4 separate regions of the Mus musculus genome follow, and all the other regions are linked to region 1. A link is a contact called in public HiChIP or PLAC-seq and promoter capture Hi-C data. All regions are on one chromosome and are shown on one strand. The core of a region is the stretch at or near the end of the contact, and the rest is flanking DNA. Distances in the headings are between cores, read along the strand shown. Region 1 holds the start of Rab2a (RAB2A, member RAS oncogene family). Region 2 overlaps Gm50597 (a long non-coding RNA gene). Region 3 has its middle 14 kb from the start of Gm50597. Region 4 has its middle 39 kb from the start of Gm50597.

What was found. Promoter capture Hi-C pulls out the DNA fragments that hold promoters and counts their contacts. HiChIP or PLAC-seq counts read pairs in DNA pulled down with a chosen protein or histone mark.
Region 2: an H3K4me3 HiChIP or PLAC-seq map of bone marrow-derived macrophages shows a contact between it and region 1, with 8 times the contacts expected there. The contact joins the enhancer-like site here to the promoter of Rab2a in region 1. A contact is called at or near these places in 22 of 39 promoter capture datasets (the 3T3-L1 cell line, the C10 cell line, the HPC-7 cell line and 14 more), 1 of 15 datasets of contacts at CTCF or cohesin (large pre-B cells), 1 of 484 Hi-C or Micro-C datasets (rod photoreceptor), 6 of 115 datasets of contacts at active chromatin or transcription factors (acute myeloid leukemia, bone marrow-derived macrophages, embryonic basal ganglia and 2 more) and 2 of 9 other capture datasets (adipose tissue and liver).
Region 3: a promoter capture Hi-C map of hippocampal neurons shows a contact between it and region 1, with 5 times the contacts expected there. The contact joins the enhancer-like site here to the promoter of Rab2a in region 1. A contact is called at or near these places in 19 of 39 promoter capture datasets (the 3T3-L1 cell line, 3T3-L1-derived adipocytes, the C10 cell line and 13 more), 4 of 484 Hi-C or Micro-C datasets (LSK cells, adipose-derived mesenchymal stem cells, bone marrow-derived macrophages and 1 more), 18 of 115 datasets of contacts at active chromatin or transcription factors (the 230-238 cell line, the SCID.adh cell line, acute myeloid leukemia and 14 more) and 3 of 9 other capture datasets (adipose tissue, liver and macrophages).
Region 4: an HNF4G HiChIP or PLAC-seq map of pancreatic cancer cells shows a contact between it and region 1. The contact joins the enhancer-like site here to the promoter of Rab2a in region 1. A contact is called at or near these places in 18 of 39 promoter capture datasets (the 3T3-L1 cell line, 3T3-L1-derived adipocytes, the C10 cell line and 12 more), 3 of 484 Hi-C or Micro-C datasets (LSK cells, adipose-derived mesenchymal stem cells and cerebral cortex), 10 of 115 datasets of contacts at active chromatin or transcription factors (acute myeloid leukemia, bone marrow-derived macrophages, cardiomyocytes and 6 more) and 3 of 9 other capture datasets (adipose tissue, liver and macrophages).

What each region holds. Positions count from the first base shown.
Region 1 is chr4:8,534,287-8,537,159 of GRCm38.p6, reverse strand. It overlaps Rab2a (RAB2A, member RAS oncogene family), which reads right to left and starts at 1,516. Exons shown (of 8, transcript NM_021518.3): 1 at 1,252-1,516. The coding sequence starts at 1,297.
Region 2 is chr4:9,134,617-9,137,489 of GRCm38.p6, reverse strand. It overlaps Gm50597 (a long non-coding RNA gene), which reads right to left. Exons shown (of 2, transcript XR_001784233.1): 2 at 1,317-1,780. Gm34288 (a long non-coding RNA gene) reads left to right here. Exons shown (of 4, transcript XR_881105.2): 2 at 1,966-2,026. Among named protein-coding and RNA genes, the nearest start is that of Gm34288, 6.6 kb to the left of the region's middle. Within about 2 kb of position 1,514, at least 96 of the 459 cell types and tissues checked have an H3K27ac peak or open chromatin away from gene starts, as enhancers often do. A contact at or near this core is called in the HPC-7 cell line, bone marrow-derived macrophages, embryonic basal ganglia and 1 more, where this site is marked.
Region 3 is chr4:9,106,188-9,109,060 of GRCm38.p6, reverse strand. No RefSeq gene overlaps it. Among named protein-coding and RNA genes, the nearest start is that of Gm50597, 14 kb to the left of the region's middle. Within about 2 kb of position 1,515, at least 33 of the 459 cell types and tissues checked have an H3K27ac peak or open chromatin away from gene starts, as enhancers often do. A contact at or near this core is called in the SCID.adh cell line, acute myeloid leukemia, cerebral cortex and 1 more, where this site is marked.
Region 4 is chr4:9,080,697-9,083,569 of GRCm38.p6, reverse strand. No RefSeq gene overlaps it. Among named protein-coding and RNA genes, the nearest start is that of Gm50597, 39 kb to the left of the region's middle. Within about 2 kb of position 1,344, at least 72 of the 459 cell types and tissues checked have an H3K27ac peak or open chromatin away from gene starts, as enhancers often do. A contact at or near this core is called in cerebral cortex, heart atrium, liver and 1 more, where this site is marked.

The DNA of each region.
Region 1 (2,873 bases), core at 267-2,766:
CTTTTATTTTAGATACCACTTTTCCAGTTTACAAAATATGGCTTTATCCAGTACCTTGCATAGAAAACCATCCAGTTTCCTTACACACACACACACACACACACACACACACGGCTGAAAAACTGTATTAACTGCAGGAAGTTTGTGTTAGGTAGCAATCAACATACTTCCAGAGTTACTTATAGAACCTGCTACATCATAGGGCAACCTCAAGATGCTTCTACATTTACAAAGTTGTGTAAGGGGTCCAGGTTGTGCAACACTCACCACTGAAATCAGACTCTAGTGTATTAATAGTTTTAACACCTAAATAAGCTTTACGTTTATTATTAGATTCGAAATATGGCCCAAATCGCAGGTATTCAAAGTATTTCATGAACAGCTTGCTTATTTGCTTCAGAAACTTATGAGGATGCTATTTTTAAGTGGGAACTTTTTTTTCCTTTTTTTTTTTGCTACAAATGTACACGAGGTCACCTGAAAATTAACAGTTGTGATCCTGGACTTGACAAAACCGAAAAAAAAGAAAAAAAAATCAGTAGTAAGTCAGCATACCCACAGTATGCTCACACCCAGCCCACTGACCTGCCTTGCATTACTATCAAGTCAAATAATGCCAGCATACACGTGGCAAAAGTCGCCAGAGCTCAATGGTGCTTTAATGATCCCGAGAAGAATTGCCCTGCCATCGAGTCATGTGATCTCACTTATTCGGACTTGGAGATTGAGGATATTTCCAAAAAAATTTAGGTTTTTTTCTTTTCCTTTTTTAATTTTTTTTTTTCCTCCCCAAAAGGCTGTCCCACTTCAGGGTGCGCCTTGCCAGGGCCTAGACGGAAGCGTGCAGGTCGGGGAGGTGGGACCAGGGAGAAAAATCTGGACCGGGGCCCGTCACGCTCCAATTCGTTCGACTTCCCTCTCTCTCCCCGGGCCGCGGAGACAGTCGAGGCGGGGGCCCCCCGGGGACGGCCGTGCTGCTGTCACACTCTCCGGGAAGTGGCAAACGGCTGCCGCGGGCCTGGCTGCAGCGGGCCCGGGCGGAGCAGGGAAGGAAGGCCCAGGCAGGCCGCGGCCGCTCGCAGCGCCCACGTCACCAGCGCCAGCACTGCGGAAATGGAGCGGCGGCCAGGGGACCGAGGGAGGATGGGAGGAAGGGAGGCGCTGCGCCCCCGACCCGCGCCGCTCGGCGCCGCCGCCGCCGTTTGCCCCGCCTGCCCGCCCCGGTCGCCCCCGGCCCGCCGCCGGCCTCACCTGTGTCGCCGATGATGATGTACTTGAAGAGATAGGCGTACGCCATGGCCGCGGCCGCTCCGTGCCAGGCTCACGGCTCCTCCTCCCGCTGTGCGCCTCCTCCGCGCCCTCACCGGCGCCGCTCGGCCGCGAACCCGGGCCCCGCCCGCCGTCGGTCGCCGTCAGAGCCAGCAGCAAAGGCCGAGGGGCAGCGGGACGAACTGACAGCGCCGAGCGCGGAGCACAGCGGCCCAGCCCTTCGGAACAATAACAGCCGCGGCGCCTCCGCCCCGCCTCCGCGCCGACCCGGAAGTGCTGCCGCCGCCTGCGCCGCCGGAGGAGAGGGGAGGAGCCGCGGCCGCGCCCTCCGGTCGGAGTCCCGCCTACCCCGGAGCCCCGCCTACCAGGCCGGGGCTCGGGGAGTCGCGAGGAAACGGAGCCTGCTAGGTTCAGTCGCCGCCCTCTCTCTCTCTCTGTGTGTGTGTGTGTGTGTGTGTGTGTGTGTGTGTGTGTGTGTGTGTGTGTGTAATCGTGGTATGTCCCTATAATGCTGTTATGTCGCTCTTAAAAAGATGTAAAAAAAAACCCAACTGTATAAATATTGAAGTAAATATACATTTGCATGCTGTTTATCAGACCAGGATTCTAAGTGCAATGTTGTGTATAGGTGTAATGTGTACAATATATGGCTTAATCATGTTTTGTGTATGTATTGTACGAAAAACTGAAATAAATACAGAAGCAACATGAAAGGAAATACCTGGTATGACATGATGGAATTAGTAAAAAACATATGTGTGTGCATGCAGTTTGAAGGTACTTTTGCCTTTGAATATATTCTGTATATATTGCCAGTGCTGCCAACTAGAGGCAAACCCAGTTCTTTAAAAGCCCAGATTTTAAAGAAGGTGGAGGACAGAGTTAGTTTACTATCTGAAACAGTTTTCTAGAGAGCCCACTTACAAGAAAGTGACTATCAAAAGGACAAAGGTTACTACAAGTAAGCCATGCATTTATAATCTCAGCACTTGGGAGATAGAGGCAGGAGGATCAGGAATTCTGGGTCATTCTTTACAACACTGAGGGGTCAAGCATGAGACCCTATCTAAAAAAAAGTGTGTCCCCAAAATGTACAGATAAAAGCACTTGCCATGCAAGCCTGTCTTGAGTTCATTCTCTGGAAACCACAATAGAAGGAGAAACACACACACAAAGTGAGAGAGACAGAGAAACAGAGAGAATATAGCAGAATGATGTTCGTGGATCTGTTCAGGAAATTTAAGAGTTGTGTAAGGAAGCTGATTTAATGCTTCCATCTCTCTTCTGTTGCTGGAGGAGGAATGAGTGGGCTTTTGTGGCTTTCGTGGCCAGCCTCCTGCTGACTGTCATCCCTTCCCTTGGGAATCAACCATTCTGTGATTATAGTTGATGGTACCATGCTAGGATGACTGAAGTTGGTTGCTACTTCATTTGCACAACTGACAAGCAGGACCTCACTAGGTTTTTCTTCATTACTAGGGAGGTGGTTTGCTAAAGGCTCAGGAACTTGATGTGAAAAGCAACTGAAAAAAATGGGGTTCACTGGTCTTTGGGACCTTCCCCGGGTGCTTCAGGCTTGAGGCTGTTTTGCCTAAGGGACTTCA
Region 2 (2,873 bases), core at 265-2,764, 600 kb before region 1:
CCAAGCGAGGTCAAGGCTCTCTTGGTGTCAATGTCTCAGTGAGATCACTTTACTGAATCAAAGGGAGAGACCAAGGAGGAAAGGAGAGGAAAAGGAGGGGCTAATGGAGAATGGGGCTCACACTATGCAGGACCCAAAGGGGGCAGATGCTTTGGGTCCATTTTATGTCAGATGCATCTGTACCCACCTGGAACAGGTATTATTGTTAGTCCCATCTGGATGAGTTCAAATGAACTCAAACCGAGCACAAGTCTGGATTGTTTCCCTCAGTAACACAGAGGGCAGCACCTGGCTCAACAGATAATGATCTCATTCTGCCACTAGCCCCTTCATATGAATATTATAACAGAAATATTCTTGAGCTGTTTTGACTCAAAGGGGGAAAAAAAAAACAGGGTGAATATTTCGTAAATACAGGTTGGGCTGCTAGATGAGTTGCAAACATTTGCTTCGACTGTATCTATCCAGCAAAATGCATCGCTTCTCACAGGGTCATGTAACACGCAGCTGCCTGCCCAAATCGCCCAGCTATAGGCATGACTATTACACAAGAGGGCTTTCATTTACACAGGCCCAGGAGCGATCGGATAGAGGAAAGAATCAATACCGTCTGTAGAGAAATAAATCGCACTGGAAACGGGGAAGCAGGGGCTGTTTGTGTGGCAGCCAGGAATCCTCTACCAAAGACGCCATGATTTAATCTGCTGAAGAGCTTCCGGGGAAGGCTGGGGCCCACCCTTCCCTGCAGCTCTGCTTGGAGACCCTCTCAGGTTCCTGCAAAGCGCCCTTTTGACAGCCTGAGCTCAGAGTGGACTTCGCTGCCACCAAAGCCACTAGGTGAAAATCACAAAACAAAAACAAAAACAAAAACAAAAACAAAAACAAAAACAAAAACAAAACCCTGCTCGGCATCACTGCTGGTGCTTCTGAAAGCAGTATGAAAGAGATTCCTGCGACCAGCGAGCTTGCCCGCAGCCCTCACTTCACCACCTTCAGCTCCTTTCATTATTCTGTGAGCTGACTTGCCTTCTGCCTGGCCACACACAGCCTTGCTGGAGATGTGCCTGCTTCCTCGGTATTGCTATCCAGGACAATTGCATCCTTGGCCTGCGTCACAGGTCCCAGATCCCAGCCCCTCGGCCCTGAAGGCTCAGCCTTGGCCTGCCCTGCACCCCTGCCCCTGATGACGGCGCCCCCACGTGTGATTCTTGAGGATTTGGTGGTAAATGAGTTCACTGTCTCCTGCATTTTCACAAAATCCTTCTGAAGCTGGAAGAATGTGTCATCGACTGATAAAAATGCTAAATGACAACTCATTTTCATTTTGCAGAACAGAATTGTTTAATATTTCATTTCTATCACCTGCTCATTTTAGGGCAGCCCACACATGACAGGAAGGGCTCCCCGGAGAATTGCTTAAAAGGTTAAAGCTTCCGACAAGCAGCCATCCTGAGGCTCTGCTTCCCGGCGGTCGCGCGCCCAAGTCCGCCTTCGTTGATGTCTCAATGCTGCCCTCTGCTGGCGAGTGGAGCACCGGCATAGCCTGGAAATGAGACACTGAGAAGCCACAGGAGCCCAGCGGGGCTGTGAGAAGCGTGGAACACATGAAGTTTTCTACCTCCTCCAAGGGCATCCCGACCTCTTCTGAGGGTCTTTCAACTGCTCTTTCGCCAGCATGGATTCCTCTGCCAATTTTCAAGTTGTCTGCACACCAATAATGGCGAGAAGCCATGTGTCCAAAGGCTTTCCTCCCTGAAGGACTGATGGATGTTGAAGATGCCTGACAAGGTCAAATGAGGTCAAGTTGAAAAGAGCGACAGTGCATAGGGTGGACAGGTCGGATCTGAGGATAAAATACAAACGTATGCCACCAGCCACAAGCCCCATAAAATCCTCACAATGGGAACCCAATCCCTCTACTCAGCTAGCCCAACCCACATCACTCCAGCAGTCTTTCTTTTCCAGGTTTCAATTATCTGTCCTCACCCACGTTCTGAAAATGTTACGTGGAAAGTTCCATACATAAGTAAGTTGTACGTTTTGTATTGAATGCTATTCTAAGTGGGGCAATGACACTTCACAGTATCCAGTCCCTTCCTATCTGGAATGAGAATCGAACCTTTGTTCTCTGTATCCACACTATATAGGCTACCTTCCCGTTACTCACGTGACCCTCAGCTCGCTTATTGAGGTATCACAAAGTTTGTGCTCAGTAAACCAAATTTACTTGTACAACAACCCCTTCGAGCAAGACAGGCAATGCTAGGAATTTAGGCGTGCCAAAGACAAGTTGGAAAGTGCTTTTGATAAATGGGAAGGTGCTATAATAATAAGCTTAATAAGAAAAGAACAAAACGTCTAGTAACATTGTTAAGATCTACACTTTCAGAAAGACATTTAGAAAACAAGAGAAAATGACTATTAACGTTTGTTGTAATTTTCTGTCTTACTGCTCTCGTTAACCTTTTCCTGAACCTTGTTGTAGGTTAATTTATAGATTTAACTTACTAATTTATAAGTTAAATTTTGACCTAGGTGTGTATATGTAGAAATATATTAAATATACCTAAGGATATATGTATCAGTAGGATGAATAGTTTCAGGCTTCCTCTGAGGGTCTTAGAATGTGCCCTTCATGATTAAAGGGTATACTATCTTCTCTCTGCCTCCACTGGAGCTGGCCTGGGGGAAGGTCTCAGCAACCCTCCCTCTCCATTCCATGTCCAATCATAGCCACATCTGGTAGCTGCCAGGCATCCCAGCCTTCAGTCCTGGCTTTCTCAGGCCCATCCTCCACATTATGGCAAAGAGATCTGCGTTGAACAAGTGAACTAACAGGCTGTTCTTATTATGACATTGAAGAAAGCCTTATA
Region 3 (2,873 bases), core at 266-2,765, 570 kb before region 1:
TAAAAAAACAAAAACAAAAACAAAAAATCAGTTTCTGACAACAATCTTGCCTAATCTTCATGTTTTCTTCCAAACACTCTTAGGAAGGTACATATTACCCGATGAAAGGCAGATCCCGAGAAAGATGGGGAGGAGACAGATACTAAACAGACAGACACCTTGAGATTAAAATGGACTGCAGTAGAGTTCTGTGGAGCCATCTTATACTAGAATTACAAGATCAACAGTAATGCATGGCTCAGAAAAGTTTGAGTCAGACACCATCACTTTCATAGGAAAGGAGAAACTTAGTTGGAGTCTATTTATCAGCTAACATTGCAAATTTCATTGTACTAAATATTGGGCAGAGGAACTTATTCTGTATTGTTGCCTGATAAATCCCAAATGCCTGAAAGAGTGCTTCCTTTAGACCCTCAATGCCTACTCAACGAATGACTTAGATTCCAGCATGTAAGGCAAAAGAACGTAAAAATCGCTGCTTCACAACGAGGCTCAACGCAAAGGACAAGCTAAGGCGTTAAACTCCGGAGAATGGGAAGATGCTACAAAGATGTTCACGGAACACTCCTGCTTGAGTCCCCTGCTAGAATTTTGGCACCAAGTCACATCATTGGAAAAATGGGGATTGCAAACAAAGGGTAGACTTGTCTTCAAAGAAAATGCCCCACCCTCTCTGGTTTGGACTTTGCTACACTTTGTTTGTGTGCCTCCAAACTCACGTGTTGAAACTAGGCCCCAAGGTAATGACATTGGGGCAGGGCCTTTAGAATGTGAGATCAAGTAGGGGCAACCACCAAGAGCATGGCTAGTGTCCTTCCAAAAGAGGGTGGAAAGATGCCATCACTTCCACCAGGAGAAAAACACTCAGTCTCTGAGCGGTGAGCCGTCATCAGACACAGATACCTCCAGTGTCTTGATGCAGGACTTCCGAGACTTCCGATTTTACGAGCAATGATTTCTGACGTTCGCCAATTACTCAGCAAGGATATTTTGTATAAGCAGCCCAAAGCACCTGAGTCTTCCTAGACTAAGAACCAAATGATAAAATTTAATTTGGTTTGGAAGGGGGGGAAAAAAAGCTCCCTGACAACAATCCTGTCTAATCTTCAGACTGTAACTTGCTAGTCTGTAACTTGAGTTCTGAATTGCCTTCATTTGTATCTGCACTGCTTTATGGAAATAACAGAGTTAGCAGTAGTGCCCAAAGCCCAGCAGGACAATTTCTAAGAGAAGATACTCCCCCTGATTTCAGGGGACATCCGAGGTCCCTTTCTCTGAAATGAGTGTCAGTTGTGGCCTGAGCCTTCCTGCCTGGCGTGTTATCACAGGTAACCGTGCAATCACAAGCCAGCTTGTCACCCGTTCCTTCCAATGAGCCCTGGGAACCTGGCCTTCTGCTCAGCAACGGGCTTCCAAACCCCAAAGCCTGTCTTTTCTTCTCAGTGTAATGGAGAGGCCCAGAGAGCAGAGAGGCGTTGATGCTTATCTCCGAGCTCCACAGTACCTGGAGGCCTAGCCAAGTAAACTTCCACGGCCGAGTCTCTGAAGAATAGAGACGAACGGAACCCAGCTGTCCCTGTGGGTTTCCGTCCAAGCCATCTGCACCCGAGCTGCTTGTCATCCTGCCTGGAGCTCAGAGCTGCCACCCTCCGACGCCTACTCAGGTTCTGGCACCTGCTTCCTGGTCTAATGCACAGGCCTGAGCGCAGAGCTCTTTGTCCAGGTGTCCAATCCTCCTCCGGTACGGCCTTTTGTGCCTTCCAAACCACACCTCTACCTTCTGAAGTTAAGCCCTTTCTAAATATTTTGTTCTCTTTCCCACCTTTTCGGTTTTATCAGAGATCTTTCTCCTGGCTATTCAAGCACTAGCCACCCCACCCCCCCCCCGCGCGCCCCCATGGTGGTGCCTACACGTTGTTGGGATTATGTTATTTTTTCAGCGAGTATTTATGCCCCAGTCTTACTGTTTGTCAGTCCTGGTATTGACTTCATGTTTGAATATAGTTCAACAAGACAAACCCTAACCAAGAGCCCTCAATGCTCCCGCTAGAGCACTCATCTGCTCAACTGCTGAAGGGAGGGGCGTAAGAAGCGAGGAGAGACAGGACAAATGGTGCCAGCATCTAACACTGGCTCAGCAAGCCAAGGCCAGCTCACCTGCAGGAACTGCAACAGGATCAGGAAAGCATCCTAGACCCCAGGTGCAAGGAAGTAAAACTCAAAGTGGAGAAATAATTGCGTTTAGGTTGCTGTGGGTCATACACCACAGCTGCCCTTTGTGCTTTGGCCTATCCTGTCGTCCTGTAGTTGCTGATCCCAAAGTGTTTGGAGTTTGAAGATCTCTCTCTCCCCACTCCCTCCCCCTCTCCCTCCACCCCTCCTCTTTGGGACATTCTACATGAAAATGGTTATTTTTAATATTAAGAAAATGTATTCAAAAGTAAATAGAGTGGGCCTAGAGAGCTTACTCCGTGGTCAAGAACACATACTGCTCTTACAAAGGACCCAGATTCCATTCACAGAAGCTCCCAACCACTTGTAACTCTAACTCCAGCTCCAGGGGATCGAACCCCATCTTCTGACCTCCAAGGGCATATTCAGTTGGGTGCAGACAGACAGACAGACACACACACACACATGTGCTCTCTCTCTCTCTTCCTCACTCTCTTTCTTAAAAAAATAAGCTAAATCTTTGTTTTGTTTTTCTTTGTTTGTCTTGAATTTTTATCTTGGTTCTTCTTGTCATTTTTGTTTTGTTTGAAGCAGGGTGGCACTGCATAACCCTTGGCTGACTTGAAACTTTCTATTTAGAGCAGGCTTGTCTTAAACTTACAGAAATCTGTGTGCCTCTGCCTCCCAAGCACCGGGATTAA
Region 4 (2,873 bases), core at 95-2,594, 550 kb before region 1:
TCACATGGAGTTCGTTTCATGCCACCTCTCACATGTCCCTCCAACCTCATCTGAGTGCCCTTCCCCAACTGAGGAAAACATAAATAGTCAAAGCAGAGGGGGGTTCTTTTATTTCATCGGTAAAGACATGGGGACAGTGAGATTATAAATTCCAGAAGCATTCATTCCACTGTCCCAAAGACCACTTTCCATCCTATGCTTACATTCGATAATCTAACCCAGATGGTTTGAGTTTTTCCCCAAGAGCTTATTTCAGAGAAATACTAAGTTGGAGTGTGGCACGGCTTTCAGTCTTAGACACATCTTTCTCCTTATCTTCCTCTTCACGAGCGCCGGCCGGAAGATTCTCAAAGTGAATCTAATCCTGTTACTAAGCTGATTTTTCAGACTTCGTGTTAACATAGCGACATCATACACCAGTGCGGTGACTATCATCATACCAAAGTGCACGCTGGCCTCCAGGTTCACTGAGTACTGGTGGTGACTCTTCTCAGCTCTCTGACCCCGCCCCCTACCCTAAATTTCTCCAACTTCCCTTCCCCCAGCCTCTGGTTCTTATAGCGCCCAGCCATTTCACCCATCCACTCCCTTGGCCCTCCTCTCTCCCCGCCCCCCTCTCTCCTCTAATGCCCTGTTTCAGCCTACTGGGCGTGTTTGGACCCCGCTTTCTCTCCTTGCTCTGGACTCTCTTCCAGTGCCTCTGGCTGTGCTCTCTCTCACATCTTCAATAAACAAACTTTCCCCGCAACCATACCTTAGAGCGCCACCTCCTCACTTTATACCCTAAGGTGAGATTTTGCTTCTCAATTGGCATTTTATTTTAAAATGCATTTATGCAATCCCCAAATGCTTTGAACTCTTTAAAAAATACTCGGGAACAACACACCAAGTTGAGAACAGGGAAAGCTCAAAAACACACAGAAAGGGCCTCCAGACTAGACACTGTTCATTCGCACTATTTCCTTAGCACCCAAGGCAAGGGAGGGAATCACTGGGTTCAAAGTGCCCTCCACACTTGCTCCATGTGTGATTAGAGAAAAAATTTGCCCAGTTTCAGGATGATGAATTAAACGTTATAAAGTTTCCCTCTGATTCACACAGTTTGCATGTTCCAGACTCTTAGAAAACCCAATAAAGATGGTCGTAAAAATAGATGAAAGTGGAAACTAGAAATTTCCACACTTCCTGATCACAGTGCTGACATGTGACCACACCTGGCCTCCTGCCCTGCATTGATCACCAAACTTGGCAGATAAACAAACACTCGAAATAACCAAGTGTCCTCAACCACATTGGCCCCAATTTAGCAAATAGAGGTACCGACTAAGCCCTTCCCATGTCACAGAGCCAGACAGTTAGTTCTGCCCTAACTGTCAAGGTCATAGAGACAGCTTAGCCCAGCACACTGCAGAATGCAGAACAAATACAGCTCCCAATTCCCACTGCCGGCACAACACAGCTGCCTTTCATCTAAGTCTTCACGTGCCCCTGGTTGCTACCGCCAGATCCACCAGCCAGCCAGCCCTGGAGATCGCCTTGGAGACTGTCTTGGAGAAGCCGCCCCGGGTTTCTGCTTACTTTAGATCAGCCCTCCCTGAGGCTTCCCCAGCCACCTTCTTAAGACAATAGGACAGCGGGAGAGGTAAGGTCAGCTCAGTCCATCATAAGAACACAAAAGCTGCCCAAGGAGTTAGGGCGCCATCCTGCCCACTGCATGGCAACGGAAGAGTTCTCACATTACAGGCTTGCAGAGCAGCCGGCCCACTGAACTCCCTCCCTCAGGTCCTAGCAGATGGCTCCAGTGTGGCCTTGGCTCTGCTCACACTAACCCTGAGTTCTGTGGTCCAGTCAACAACAGAGCATGTCCTCTCTCCTCGAACATGATGCATGGGTAAAGCCTCCAGCCAAGCATTGAGCTGATGAGAACTCAGGAGTAGTTTATTGATACAGATTGCAAGCAAAGTAGATCACCTTGTCTGTAGGTGAAGGCTTCCCCAGACTCCATAATACATTTTGGGTGAACACTTCAAGAATAAGATGAAGAATATAAAATAGCGTAGTGTCCTAGCTTTGAAACAAAGCATATTATCACACCTAGGGAGACACAGGTCGCCTGTAGAGAGAGAAAGGCAGGGTAGGAATAGACCACTGTCAATAGGGGGAGAAACGGACTGAAGTTTTGGTGTAGGGCCCTTGGCCTCTTTCCAATGAAACGTATTAAAAGCAGTATCAGGAATGGGACAGCCGGGGCTGCAGGCGTGACTCGTTCTCCTGACAAATAGCCACCCAAACAGTTGGCAAGGTGCCCCGCTCCACCTCTCTTCGCCATCTCACCACGTGTAAGCATCTGGCGTATCCATCACCTTCTCCAGAGCATGAATGAGTCCTTAGAATGTAGATAATTTAGCTGAAATATATGTGTGTATTATCATGCAGATAAGACAATTATTTCGTAATAGACAAGGAGCCTGAATCATCTCTGCTGACTTTTGATCCTGACAGCGTGGCAGAAAAGCACACGCTGATATGTTAGATGGCCAGGAAATGGAGGCACAGCCGGAGAGAGAGATTGCAAGACACTGGGCATCGGCTAACACATGTTGTGGTCTTGGCCCTTTCTTGTGGGTATCTGACTTCACAAGGAAAGGCAAAGGCAGAACAAGGAGTTCCCACCCAGCATGAATCATTCTCCCAGAGTAGTGAAAAATAAATATAAAAACAGCCCAAAGGTTAGAAAATGGCTCAGACAAAGAGAATAAGTGAAAGAGAGAAAGAAACTTGCAGTTCTGAGTCTCGTGACGTGACGAGATGATAACGTTGAGGTCCTATCGGGTTGCTTCCCTTGAATCACCAAAAGTGAGTTTATGCATGGA